Regions from separate parts of the Mus musculus genome. Here region 1 is linked to region 2. A link is a contact called in public Hi-C data. All regions are on one chromosome and are shown on one strand. The core of a region is the stretch at or near the end of the contact, and the rest is flanking DNA. Distances in the headings are between cores, read along the strand shown.

Region 1 (7,024 bases), core at 603-3,102, 210 kb before region 2:
TATTAACAGAATACCCTTAACAGAAGATGGTTCTGTTTCTCTGGGGCCCAGAGGATCTTCATAACGTTCATGGGCAGTTAAGCTGTATTTGCCATAGAGCAGTGCCTGGCTCTGCATCCTTTAGCTATATTCCTCCTGATTGTTTTACACCTCCCCACAAGAATCATTTACAGGGACTCTGATCTTGACCCTGTACTGAAGGTCCATGAGAGGGGAAGTAGGTAGGAGAATATTCTGGAATTATTCCTTCACTGGGAAGAGCAAAAGTAACTTCATTGTCAGTAGAGAGGAAAACACCCAGCAATAGAGCTTGTCACCTCCACGGAATTCATGGGCTGCACTGCTCTCTAAACTGGACTTAAGATTCCTAAGATGGTTCTAGTGCCACCAGACAGAGCGTGGTGATAGAAAGAACGTTGGAAGGTAACACAGTCACCATGACCACTGTGCTTACAGTAGTGCCTTCCCTCAAACATCTTGCAAGTGTGTGACCCTGGAAATTTTTTCCTAGCATCTCTAGGGCCTGAACAAAATCTCAAAGGAGCCTGGCATCTGGATCCTTAGCCATGCAGTGAGTCTGTGTGTCTGACACATGCGAAGTAGTAAGGGAAATGGTTGGAATTGCATTGTGAGGAAGCCTGCATCCTCTCTCCATTCTAAACCTCTGCTTAGTTTACACAGTCTCCTCTCCATCAGAGCAGGGCAGCCAGGAGTGTCCACTCCCAGGGGGTATGTTCCTGGCATCACTGGAAACACAGTGGCTCCAATCAGCACCTATGTGCTGAGCAATGCATACAGCCAAAAGCATAATGCTTTCAACTCAGGCATGTGGTAAACTTTAAAAGATCAAAAACCATTCAGAGGCATCTGGCAGCCTGTGAATGCCCTCTATATGAGTAATGTTTAGCTTCATCCACTCCCAAGGAAGGACTTAGGGTTGGAGGTTCAGGTGGGGACTAAAGGAAAAGGCATGTACAGGAGCCATGCTAGGTCTATGTATACACCAACAGTACATATAGTCTAGTCACGCGGAAAATCCTCTGACCTATCTTTTATGGCTGTGTTCTTATAGCTGGTGGGACTGTTTTCATCACAGTAGGCTCAAGCCCAAGTAAAAGTAGGCTTGGGCAAAACGAGGAGAGACCGGGTAGATCATATCAGGGCACACCCCCTCCCTTTCCTATGCGACACAAGCAAATCAAAGCATAGTATTTATGGTTTCTGTTTAGGAAGCTCTGATTTGACGTGATTTCCTTCTGAACGGAGTCCAGGCTTGTTTCTCGGAGACCTATAAAGTACATTGTAGAGTAAAGCTCCTGGCTTGCACCCAGGGAGCGTCTCTCCTTCGTGTTTCCATGGAATAGACTACCACTGTAACACACTGCTGCAGTCTTTACAATTAACACCAAGGCACTTGATTGCCACACACACAGACCCCTGGGCTCCATACTGGGAAGTTGAAAATCATTCTTCTAGATGACTTTGTACCCAACTGCCAGATGTCATATCCACGGTCACAGACCATCAACCTGCTCTTTCACAGTTAGTCCGTATTCTTTATTATTCTTTATTCTATCATTTCTGTACTGGGTGACTTTACTTGCTATCTGCCACTCTGTATGAAAGTCCAGCAAAGGAAGGGAACTGCACACCATCCCAGGGCTGGCTACTTCCACTTCTCCCATGTCTCCCAAATTGGATCCAAAGCAACAATCAACACACACACACACACACACACACACACACACACACACACATACACACATACTGCCAGCCTTTGGTTCCCAAACTCTCAAAGCCACTTTGCCTCTACGATTTTTCTTTCTCATACTACACCCTGCCCAGACCTGTCGATGAGTCAGCAAGACTGTAGGCTCCTTTCTGTGAGTCTGTCCACCCCACTGCTGTTCTACTCTAAGTCTCTGGGCTCCTTCCTGCCCACCAGGCAGAGCCTCACTCCACAAGGCTCCAGCTCAGTCCAGCCTGGCATTCCACAAGCTCACACACAGGAAAGGAGTCCCTGAAACTGGAGATAAATGGCTTGCTTTTCTAGTTTCAAGGTAATTTGCATAAATTTTCTCGCTAAGCATAGCAACCTTATCTTAATTATGTATTTTCATCTAATTCTCCCATTACACGGGCTTCTGGAAGTCTCCTCCATCCTGCCGCCTCAGAGCACGGTGCCTTGTTTCAGTCAGGTAAGACCAGAAGTAAGAAAACTGCTCAGGGCAGAAATTGACAGACGGACTTAACATGAAGTGCCTGACGGGCCACGCCCAGAAGGTTCTACCCACTAGTAAGCTGGATACGTGCTAAGGTCAGAAAAACATTTTTGTTTGTTGGTTTGTTTTCGAGACAGGGTTTCTCTGTGTAGCCCTGGCTGTCCTGAAACTCACGCTGTAGACCAGGCTGGCCTCGAACTCAGAAATCCGCCTGCCTCTGCCTCCCACCTGCAGGGATTAAAGGCGTGCGTCACCAGTGCCCGGCTCAGAAAAACATTTAACATCTCAGAAGTTACTACTGGATGCTTGAAGCTTTTGCCCTTGATTTCATACCTCAGATATTCCTAAGCTCTCTGTCACTGTCAACAGATCAGGCTATCCCAGGAAGGAGTGGAGGGAATTTAGTGGAGGGAATTTAAATCTATCAATTTAGTGATAGATTCTCAAGACAGGAATGAGATCGGTGTCTCTGTGATCTGGGAGGAAGAGAGGACTACATATCTACTGGGGAGTCAACCAGGAGTCCACAGGGACTGTACCATCAAACACTAATTAACTCAGGGTTGTAGGGGCCTAGGAAAGAGTTGGGTTTATAGTGGACAGGGAAGGACAGTGCTACCCATTCTCCCCAGGGACCCAGATCAACACCGCTGAGTCCCCAAGAGGACCAGTGAAGCTACTTCTCAGCTCCTGCCCGTCCTTTGCCAACATCCCCTTCATTTCCACAAAAGTAATGGGAAAAAAAAAAAAAAAAAAAGACCATTTTGGTACTAGCCATCCATTCTGAATGCTAGCAATCCTGCTGCTGAGTTCTTTGTATTTAATTTATCCTTTAAATCTTTACTAAAATAGTAAGTCTATGATGGAAATAATACCACACCAAAAGAAAACTGAGGCAAAAGAGTTCATCATCTGGCCTAAGGTCAAAGTTTTACAAGGTGGACCCCCGTTGAGGTCACCCAAGGACACCTCTGGAATTCTGTACAGGCACAGAAAGGACACAGTGGGGTTTAAACCAAAGTAAAGCACGCACAGGAATTCATGTATTGAGATGGTTTGAAGACCATGCAGTAAGACGGGACAGAGAGGAGGCCAGTGGGAACATGGGAATGAGAATCAGGCCCAGCCCCAGCTGAAGCTGCTGCTCACACTCAGGGTCTGGGGGCCAGGTCTCCAATCTCCAGTGTTGCACTGCCCTGCACCTAACTGTGGCCACAATAGGAAAGATAAAGTCCTACCCAGCAGCAGGCTCAGAGAGGACACTCGAGGAGGCAGGTGGAGGGAGAGCCAGAGCCGGGTACTCTTTTAGTCCTTTGCTGCCCAATCTCCCTGACACTAAATATGAACCAGATGCCGGGGGAAACACGGGTAAATGTAATTTCAGTGTTGGATTTATCATGATCTTCTGTTGCTAATGCTCCAAAAGTTTATGTCATTTCTAAATATAACTAACTTCTAAATATGTGGGTTACCTTCCCCACAAAAAAATAAATAAATAAAAAGTATGTTCAAATGTCATTTACCCTAGCCATTAATAACTGCCTGATGTCAGCACGAGCCAGAAACTGGGAACGATTCTGTAAATCTCCATTTATTATAAATTGAGATTCATACTCAAAAATATTGGAATGACATTTGTAAGCTGTCTTAGTACACTTCTCTATATTTAGAAGCGGCTTGAAATGGTCTTTTTCAAATTGCTCGGATCAGCTCAGGGACGTTGGAAACTTCTGAAACGGTTATTGGATTTCATAATGGCTCCCATCTTGAATACCCTTCGGCTTGTGCTTGTTTATAAGTGTTCGTAGAGATGCGTGCATAACAGAGTATGTAACACCTTATTTTCATCTTTTTAAAGTTAATGTTGTACGCTGAGAAACCAGTACTGGTTGGATTGTTTCCAATGGTTCGTTTAGGAATGAGCCTTACTGGAACCGAGAGAAACACAAATCCTCACCTATGAGTGAGAGTCAAGCAAGGTTGGGAGAGGGGCGTGCAAAAGGCTGGTCTAGCTCTTTCCCTTACACGTACCATATTCTCTGTTAGCTCCTCTTGGTGTTTAAGAAAAAGAAAAATCAAATGGGGTCTCATTCTCTAGAGACAGGTTCAGGCTTCTCCAACCCTGGCAGTGCCTAAGCACCTTATTGGCCTATCTGTCTGTCTTTCTGTCTGTCTGTGAAACCTTCTTGACAATACTAGAAGGTGTCGACTTTAGCTCTAAACAGAACACAAGCCTCTGATCTTTACACTGCTTTAGGTAGCATGAGTTTGCTGCACGGGAACCCTGCAGAACAATCCTTGATGATATGCAAAGTCACTTCTCGCCACACACTGGAGGTGGACTCCATTGTAACAATGTGGTTCCCGTGCTACACTGCAGTACAGAGCAGGCTTATAATCCACCCAGAGACCGAGTGCTGACATCTCTGATTCCACAGCAAGTCTGGCTTGGGGGTTGCTGCACTTGATAGTTCTTGCTCTGAGTTCTTTCCTCTCCTGGAGCCAGTCCTGAACTGGGCATCCAGCTCATGTCTTAGTCTGACCCATGGAAGAGCCTTGAGTGATTACAGTTTATAGGACCAACATATTCCATAGAATGTGGCAAGCGTCTTGTAATAAGAGAGGGTGTTCAGAGCCGGGCCATTCCACAGCTGGTGGGGCACATTCTTTGGCCCGCTGCCAACAGCTCCATCTACCACCTGCCTTTGAAGGTCTCCACTTTCAGACGGGATGCACCTGGAGGGGTCAGTACCTATGACTTCATTGATTGTATCAGGTCTGCAAGCCCGTGCATAAACACCATCTGGCACTCAGCGGTTCTGCAGAATGCTACAGAGTAGAGCAAGGCCCTCCACATCCCAAGCACTAAGCAGACCTGGGGGTTGGGACCCAAAGAGCCTGAAAGGTAGTGATTCAAACATACAATTTGTTCTCTTCCAGCCCCGTGCAGACGATTCATTTCCAAAGTTCTCAGAATCACGCGTGTGGTTGTTCAGGGCATAGGTCCGGTTTCTATATGTTGCCTCTTCATGTTTTCTTCTGAGATGGGGGTCTCATCATATGGTTCAGGCCAATCCTAAAATTCCTAAACTCCCAAATGCTAAGAAGCAAACCACTGTCTTTGGAAGAATATCCCCTTCTTTTTATTCAGCATTTTCAACCTGATATGATTTTCTTTCCCGGACGTTTAGAAAACAGTAGAAACCTTGCAGAAAACTGTTCCCCTCTCTCCCTTGCTTCAGTGATCCTTAGCTCTCATCACCCTTGTTGACTTTGTTTGGAGTTTGTGTGTTCATTCCAATTACTTTTAATTCATTTTTAGCACAGTCTCTATCTCCTCCATTGCTTCACGTGTTATCTGAATGTATCTTTATAACCCCATCTGAAAGTGGATTTCATGTAGAAAACAGATAATTGGGTCTTTATCATGGTTATTTGTTCTGACAATGTTTGCCATTAATATTTGGACCATTCTTGCTTACCTAGGATAGCAGATTGTGATCAGCATCTGATGTGTCTTTCACTGAATCGCTGCCTCTCTCCCTCCCTCCCTTCCTCCCCTTTCTTCCTCCTTCACTCTAGTCTAAACCTCAGGGCCGACCCCACCCCCTATTGCATGTGAACGATCATCTGCAAGTTATTAAGATCTTCGAACCCATCTTCCATGGCAGACGATGGGCTCTGAGGAATCCTTAGATTGGCTCATTGCTGTAGGCAATGGAATCTTTAGTGCTCAAGCATCAATCAAAAGTGAATCTAAACAGAAGATTTCTTTAGACACACACTATACTCATCTCTACCCCCGTGTCCCTCTGGTCCCATGCCTTGAGCCCCCATACACATTGCACCACCCACATGTGTGGGTTTGCCCACCATTCCTTTAGCTCCACTCTGGGAAGAGGTGGCCACAGCTTCTTGGCACAGGCTGAGGGACCCTTGTGCGAGGCGTAAGTGGGAAGTAGAAACAGCTATATCAAACCACACACACCTCTAGTCTAGGACTCAACTCAGCATGCCACCGTGCTGGGGATGCAGCAGATAACTTCAAGCAAGGGCTACAGGCAGGAACCCTGCAGCCTAGAGAGAACTGACTTTATCTTCTTTGTCTCTATTGAAATTTTCAGAAAAAAATTTGAACAGATTGTAATTCAAGCCCCTTTATTTACTACAAAAAAGCCAAAGCTATTGAGCATAAAGTAAGAAGCTATAGGTAAATAGATCTCTCTAGCCTTTTGACTCAGTACTCACAAGACATTTTACTTTATTTTATTTATTTATTAGATTTAACTTACTAATCTCACCCATAATTTAATCTTCACTTGAATCATAACATTTTTAGAATTGAAGCAAGAAGCAAATTTTTCATCAAATTCCTTCATTTCTCAAGTAGGAAAATGGAGGCTTAGTACATTCAAAAGGCTTGCCAGAGAGAAGGTGACTTGATAAATGATCAAGTGAAACCCCGGTGTACTGTACACTCTCCTCTGACCAGGCTGCACACGTCATTCTTAGATCAGACAATGAACTCACTCACAAAGCAACAACACACAACTCAAAGGACAGATGACCTATGCCCAGCCAGCAGGCAGTGTGCACTAGAGCAGTCCTGGAGGAGCTGTGAACTTGCAAGGGAAGGCTGCAACCAATACATCACATGTGACTTCAGTGTGGTGTTTCTTGGGACCTGAGAGATCTCCACTGAGGGGTATAGACATAAGTACATCAATTTGTAATTTACCACATGCCTATGCTTTAGTAAAAGATGATTAAAATTGTAAAATATCTTTTAAACTAAATACATT
Region 2 (7,253 bases), core at 1,690-4,189:
AGCCACCACGAGACATAAAACTCTTGAAGAAAGCACGCGGAGAAGAACCATGGCCGTGGCATTACTTCCTGGCTATGATGCCAAAAATACAGGCAGCAAAAATAAAGGTTGGCAAGTTGGTTGACATCCTCATGAGAGACAAGTCTGCCTCCAAAAGTAAAAATGAAGTGAGAATGTAGGTCCTCGGTATGGGGGGATTTGTCTGTAAACTGTGCATCTGACGAGAGGCTGAAGTTCAGGACATACAGAGAACTCCCATCCCCTGAGACTAGTAAGTAGAACCTGAGAAACCCTTGGCTGTGGGGGTAAATACATGCTTCTTCGAGACAGGATATGAATTGAGATGTCCGATGTCACTGATGGTTTTGGAAATGCAAATCAAAACCACATGAATGAACATCATATTTTACCTATTAGAAGGCCCACTATCAAAAACTTAAAAAGGAAATAACAATTACTGAGAGAGAGTGAGAGACTAGGAACTTGGTCAACTCAGATGAGAATTTTTGGTGGGGGAAAAGGGACATAGATGTTCCATGTGACCCAAAACCGGAGTGAGCGTGCAGCTCAAAGAACTGAAACAGAAATTAACAGAAAAAAAAAAAAAAAAGAAATTAACAGCTACTTTTGTTGCTGTGATAGAAGCACTCCTACCGAAAACAACTCATAGAAGACAGAATTCATTTGGGCTTGGGGTTCTAGGGTGGAGGCCCATAACTATGGGTGTATCGTGGTGCCTGGGGGCTGGAAAGAGAAGCAGAGAGAGCAAGCTGGGAGGGGGAACAATGCTGTGAATTCTCAAAGCCTACACTCAATGGCTTACTTCCTTCAGCAAGACCACGTGCTCTGTGCCCTCCCAACAGCTCCACAAACCTGATACCACATGTTCACATCATGTGAGTCTGTAGATGTTTGCTGCCAGAGGTACTTACGCATTCTCTATACAGACCCAGAATGCTAGCAATACTTAAAATACAAGCCTGGCACCCGTCTTCTCATCTAACTACAGGTGAACGACTAAGCAAACTAGTCTATGCACATACTGCAATGTTAGGAATTTAAAACAGAGGGGAATTCTGGGATGTGCTGCAGCAGGAAGGGACCTAAGAAAGATGGTGCAGAGAGGTAACCCAGGAAACGTCAGAGACTCCACTGGCAGGATGCGCTCAGTGTCCTAAGACCTACAGAGACAGAATGGCAGTGACCCCAACAGTGGCAACCAGAGGCAGGCAGGAGAGGAGTGGGACCTGTTTAATGGACAGAGATTTAGGTCTGCAAGTTTTAGGGTCTGTGTGTTGTTTATATAACAACACAAATGTGCTTCACACATAAATAGGATGAAAATGTCCAAAATAACCAATTTATATACATTATCTTCTCTTAATTTTTAAAACCTTGAAGAAGTAGGGCTGGAAAGAAGGCTCGGTGGTTAAGACCTTACTGATCTTGCAGAAGCTAAGAGTTCAGTTCCCAGCATCCACTCAGAGGATCACAACCAAGTGTAGTTCTAGTTCTAAGGGACCTGATGCCCTCTTCTGGCTGCGGTCGGCACTGCATGCACATGGTACACAGACAGCCAGGCGAACACTCATACACATAACAAAATACATCGATGATAGTATCTGCGAACAACAAACATTCTGACCCTCATCCTTGACACTCCTTAACTACCCTGTATCCTGGTGACTCAAATGAGAGTAAAGAACAGCTAGCCCACAGCTAGCCACAGCTAGCCCACACTCCTTAACTACCCTGTATCCTGGTGACTCAAATGAGAGTAAAGAACAGCTAGCCCACAGCTAGCCACAGCTAGCCCACACCTAGCCTCAGCTAACCCACACCTAGCCTCAGCTAGCCCACACCTAGCCACAGCTAGCCCACACCTAGCCACAGCTAGCCCACAGCTAGCCAACAGCTAGCCTCAGCTAGCCCACACCTAGCCACAGCTAGCCCACACCTAGCCACAGCTAGCCCACAGCTAGAATACATTTAGCTCATGAGGTTTAGACATCATTGGCTTTAGATTTAGCTAATATAACTTCATTGACAGTTTTTTTTTTAAGCCAGAAAAGAAGTCCTCGTGGAATCTTAGAACTGAAATTCATTTAAAAATTTTGTTTGTCCAAAAAAAAAAAAAAAGCACTGTGCTGTTGGTGGAGATTGTTTAAAAACTAGATTTTTGATATAACAAATCAAACATTCAAAACATTCATGGCAAGATAGCGTAACAGTTCGTCTATTTCATGAGAGAGCAAAGGCGCAGCAGAATGAACAGCAGGGGTTCTGTGTATCACAAAGATTTGCTGCAGTTCCTGAGTGCCTGGGTTGGGGGCAGGAGACCTGTTTAAAAGGACCTGTTGGCTCTGTCCTGCAGAGAAACTGGACCTCACCTCACCACATGGAGCAACCATAGCCCACAAGGTAAGTCACAGTGGGACTATGAACTGCTAGAAGCAAACCCACATGCAGATTTGAAGCTAAGAATAAGTGGTATGGAGTGTCAAGCTACCCTGGGCCCACCTGGCTTTCTGATGGGGTCAGTCTCAGCTCCCCCGGGGCACAAAGCACCACCCCTGGCAAAGGGTACTACTGGGGAAGGGGGGGGGGGACATGAACCTGTTTGACTTTCATGTGTATTTTCTGAGTGGATCAAGCAGAGAAAATTATTGTTTCTAATTTAGTCTGCCCGCCCAAAGGCAGGAAAGAAACATACGCACTACTTCATTGAAGGAACTGGAAATTTCCGTTCTGCTTGGGGGGGGGTGGGGGGGTGTCAGCAGGAGAGAAATCATTTCTAATGAGGCTGCAACCAGGCATCTTGGCACACTGGCGATGTGGTGAGCACCCTTTGTCTCTGTAAATGTCAGTATGCTGGCCAGCCATTGGTCCGGGAACCAAAGGCCCTGTTTATTTCACCACAAGTGCTTGTGATCCAGCCTCAGGGCAGGCTCAGAGCTGCAGGGGGAGCTGATGTGCACAAGTTTGTTGATTTCAGGACCATTTACAAATAGAGAGATGTAGAAGATTGCCCAGTTCTTGAATCCTGACCCTCTGCACACTATGGATCTTTTTTTTTTGGTTCGGCTAGCCACGTCTGTGTTTGTGTAAACTGGTGAACCCATATCTGTTTAAAAAACATTCACTGACCCCAGCAAAGCTGGCTCCTTTGCTCCTTTCCTCGGCTTTGCATACTCTCCCCTGCCAGGACCTTTTCTCTATGCTCAGGAAGACTGCAGGAGTTTATAGGGACTAACACCCCTGGCCCCACAAAACACACACCCTATTGCTAGGAGCCAACCCCAGAACTTGCAAGACAGTGCTTAACTTCTCCGGTAAAGATTATCTCCCCGCTCTCCCGACTCCCCACCCTCACCCACACCCCACCCCTGACAAATCAGGCCAAGGCTAATCAATTCTACGGAGCTAAACAGAAGGGCCAGATCAGCTAATGCGGCTTCCCGTCCATGGGAAGCAGTGGCTTGTGGTAGAAACTGGAATGGACAGGAGTGATTGGAGGAAGAACAAATTTTAGTGGGCATGAATGAATGAATGCAGATCAGAGGTGTGAAATTCTCTAGGCAGGAGGCACATCCCATTGTGTGTAGTCAAGGTTTCACAAGGCAGGCAGTCCCAGACACACCCCAGCTGCAAGCTATAGTCTCTCTAGAAGACAAAGGCCTGGAGTGCCTCTTTTTGTCCTGGACACAAACTTTCCCTTTGATCTCAGTGAGCCACAAGGACTATTTTATGTCAGCCAATGAAGAACCACAGCAATATCCCCAGGGCACCCTGCAGGCACTCTACTCCTGGGTTAACTCCAATGAGAAGTACTCAGCAGCTTGTTTAGTTAAAAGAAATGGTGCTTCCTCCAAATGGAAGTAGACTGACAAAACCATCTTGCCTATAGTTCACATACATGGGGATTTTTACATGACAGTACACTGAACTCAAGAAAAGACTACCTTGATCTTAAGTCAGTCATGAATGACTGCCCAGCATGGGCAAGGCCCTGAGGGTTATTCTCAGCACAAAAAAAAAAAAAAAAAAAAAAAAACATACAAGTAAGAGGAGTCCATGTTGGAATATCAAGAGAAAAATAAACCTTGATTAACAATGAAAATAAGCCGGGCAGTGGTGGCACACACCTTTAATCCCAGCACTTGGGAGGCAGAGGCAGGTGGATTTCTGAGTTCAAGGCCAGCCTGGTCTACAGAGTGAGTTCCAGGACAGCCAGTGGAAAAAACAAAAAACAAAAAAAGAAAAAAGAAAAAAATGGAAATAAATAGGGAACTCTAAAGTCAGCTACAAGGCAAATATAACCTTAAATGGCTCCCAGATAGATAGATAGATAGACAGACAGACAGATGATACATACATAGAGATTCATAGGTAGATGATAGTTACATAGATACATAGATAGATGATACATAGATACAAAGAGATAGATAGATAGATAGATAGATAGATAGATAGATAGATAGATAGATATTAATATGCACATTTGTACAATATTTACATGGCTTTATTGAAATACATTTCACATACTCTATTCAAAGTGGGGAAGTACATTTTTTATTTAGTTTAATCTTATCACTTTGATGGTTGGTCACGTCCATTCTGCCAATTGGATTCCAGAGACACCAGTAAAATCCATCCATCACGGTAACCAGAAAGTTGTGGGGAAAGTCTCAGTGTTCACCTGGGAGGCACTGGGACCTCGAGATGTCCCCCAGCCCAGTCCTAACAGCACTGGCTTTGATGCTCAGAACAGATGAGTCTCACTGAGATGGAACCACAGTTCTGAAAGGAATGCTGGGGCCGGACAAGGATTTACTGTCCCTCTGCGCCAGTCACCATTCCTTGGCCTGCTAATGCATCCGGTAAGCCAAGCATTCAGGATGAGTTTTCTTCTTGGCCTCTCTCTCCACTCTGCTTCCTTCCCACACAAGGCAGTGGCTAACATGGAAACAAACATATTGCAGGTGCACCCTTCATTGGGCTGGAGTTGGAAAAATTCGTCCTCTGGGACAAATACAGAGAAGCCAGACTGAGTGTTATACACACACTATGACAAATATGCTTTGTTCATGAGATTTAATAGACTCCCATAAAGCCAAGCAAGGGGAGAGGGTGGAGTCACCCCCTCATGCATCCTGCATCAAACCTAGCCACTCACCATCCCCTACCAAATACTGCCAGATTTCTCTAAACCCTTCCCCCACCTTCACAGCCATCCAACAGCTTCATGTGGTCTCTAGGTGCCCAAGAACAAGGGAACAAGGGAAGGGCCCAAGTTTGGGGGTACTTCCACCTAACCAAGAGCACCTTGACTTTATGTACATGCAACCCACAAAACACTGTGTTGAACTCGGCAGAGAAAATTATATGTGTTGTGTTTTTGTTTAATTTCTAAGCAACAAGGCAATTTGTACACAATAGTAGCCCATATCACTTCCTTCTTTCTACAGACAATTTCTACAAACCTTCCCTCTCCCAGCTAATAGCACATTAGAACAGATCTTTGGGCCTATACGTTATATCTTGCCTGGGCCATTTTATGCAGCCTAGTCATTTGAGGGACTATAGAAAGGTATCCCTGAGTTTGATTCTATTATGGTCAAGAACTTGAGAGTAAAGTCAGCCTAAACAGTTTTAAAGGAAAGGGGACTCCACAGAATGGCTCCAGATCCTATTTATTATCGAATGGACAATATAAAAATAAAGGGGGGCAATTCGATATGGGGTCTGACAAAAATATGAGTATGTCAGATCTTTGACAAAGTTGACAGGCTAAAAGGAGAAAGGAGACACTGGGAACTAGCCAGGGGCCCACTGATGATGGATGGGCAAATGCTGGTAGATGAGATCTGCTGGAGGTGCTCTAAGGGTCTATCTGGAATGGAAGCTGCTTGAGTTTGGAGTGGGGCTGTGATCCACCAAGCCTTTGAGCCCTCTCAGAACCTTGGTCCACCTAGGTCAATGTCTGGAGGACATAGTGCTGTGGAACCAGTGGGATGGTGTTGTGTTCCAGTACTCCAAGCAAGCCCATACACAGTCTTGACTTAATAGTCCCCTCCATGGCTCATCATAGGACTATTATTACTCATCCAAGTGGTTTTCTTCAATATGAAGTGGCCGCAGTTGGAGAAATGTCCCCCAAAAGCTCTTGTGTTTAAACCCTCGGTCACCAGGTGGTGGTGATGTTTACAGAGGTTGTGGAATCTTTAGGAGGTTGAGCCTGGTTGGAGGGAGTGGGTCACAAGGGCATAGACTGCCCCCACTTCCTGTTTGTTCTCTGCTTCCTGAGTATGGATGCATTGTGGCCAGCCAGCCTACTGCTTCTGTCATCAAGCCTTCCTACCTGTTGTCATGTCTTCCCCATGGTGGTCTGTATCTTTCCAGACTATAAGCTACAATAAACTCTTCCTACTTTAAATTGATTTTCTCCTGTCTGTCTGTCTTGTCTGTCTGTCTGTCTGTTTGTTTGTTTTAAATTACTGCAACAGAAAAATAAATAAGACTCAAGTTGTTCTAACATGCTTCCATAATGCTATGATAAAGTCTCAATACAGAAAGAAATGCAGAAGCTGTCGAAACATGATGACTGCACATGTAAAGACAATTTTTTAAGACAGGGTCTAAATCTGTAGCACTGGCCTGAAACTCACTACATAGACCAGGCTGTCCTTGAACTCATGGATATCCACCACCTACATCTAAGTGTCTGCATGCGCCATAAGAGAAAACTGTTTTAAGAAGCAATGAGTATAACATTATCAGGTCTAGATAGCGTTGAGTTAGAGGAAACATTACAGAACTTGGGTTTCTAGCTCTTAGACACGGAGAACACAGTAACAGAAACCACAGAACTGATGATATGGAAGCCAATTGCCCTCCTGATCCAAAAGTGCCTCCTCCTTCCTAGAGAAGTCTATCCCTCTCTGGCTGATTTCAGGAGTATTAATGGTTCTAGAAGCATCCAAGAGCAGGTAACACACTCTAGAATCCAAACAAGATCTCCATCTGTGGTGTCTCTGCTGGGAGACCAGCATCGCTACCTGGAAGTGCCATCTCTTATATCCCAAGCATCATGCCAGGACATGCTTGGCAGAACAGAGAGTAAAGGGATTTTCTGGTTTTAAGTTTGGGTTAGTAATTGGGACTGGCTTATAGTTTCAGAGGTTTAGTTCATTAGCATCATGGTAGGGAGTATGGCAGAATGCAAAAGGACTTGGTGCTGGAGAAGGAGCTGG

The links. A called contact is a pair of places that touch in the nucleus more often than the background predicts.
Region 1: a Hi-C map of 8-cell embryo shows a contact between it and region 2, with 2.8 times the contacts expected there. The contact joins two enhancer-like sites. A contact is called at or near these places in 1 of 15 datasets of contacts at CTCF or cohesin (the NIH/3T3 cell line), 57 of 484 Hi-C or Micro-C datasets (8-cell embryo, the AML12 cell line, the C2C12 cell line and 28 more), 6 of 115 datasets of contacts at active chromatin or transcription factors (embryonic fibroblasts, embryonic hindbrain, embryonic stem cells and 1 more) and 1 of 9 other capture datasets (embryonic stem cells).

Annotation. Positions count from the first base shown.
Region 1 is chr17:14,508,574-14,515,597 of GRCm38.p6, reverse strand. All of the region lies in intron 2 of Gm34916 (a long non-coding RNA gene), which reads left to right. Among named protein-coding and RNA genes, the nearest start is that of Gm34916, 10 kb to the left of the region's middle. Within about 2 kb of position 1,852, at least 7 of the 459 cell types and tissues checked have an H3K27ac peak or open chromatin away from gene starts, as enhancers often do. A contact at or near this core is called in 8-cell embryo, where this site is marked.
Region 2 is chr17:14,298,212-14,305,464 of GRCm38.p6, reverse strand. All of the region lies in intron 1 of Smoc2 (SPARC related modular calcium binding 2), which reads right to left. Among named protein-coding and RNA genes, the nearest start is that of Gm52280, 21 kb to the right of the region's middle. Within about 2 kb of position 2,939, at least 19 of the 459 cell types and tissues checked have an H3K27ac peak or open chromatin away from gene starts, as enhancers often do. A contact at or near this core is called in 8-cell embryo, where this site is marked.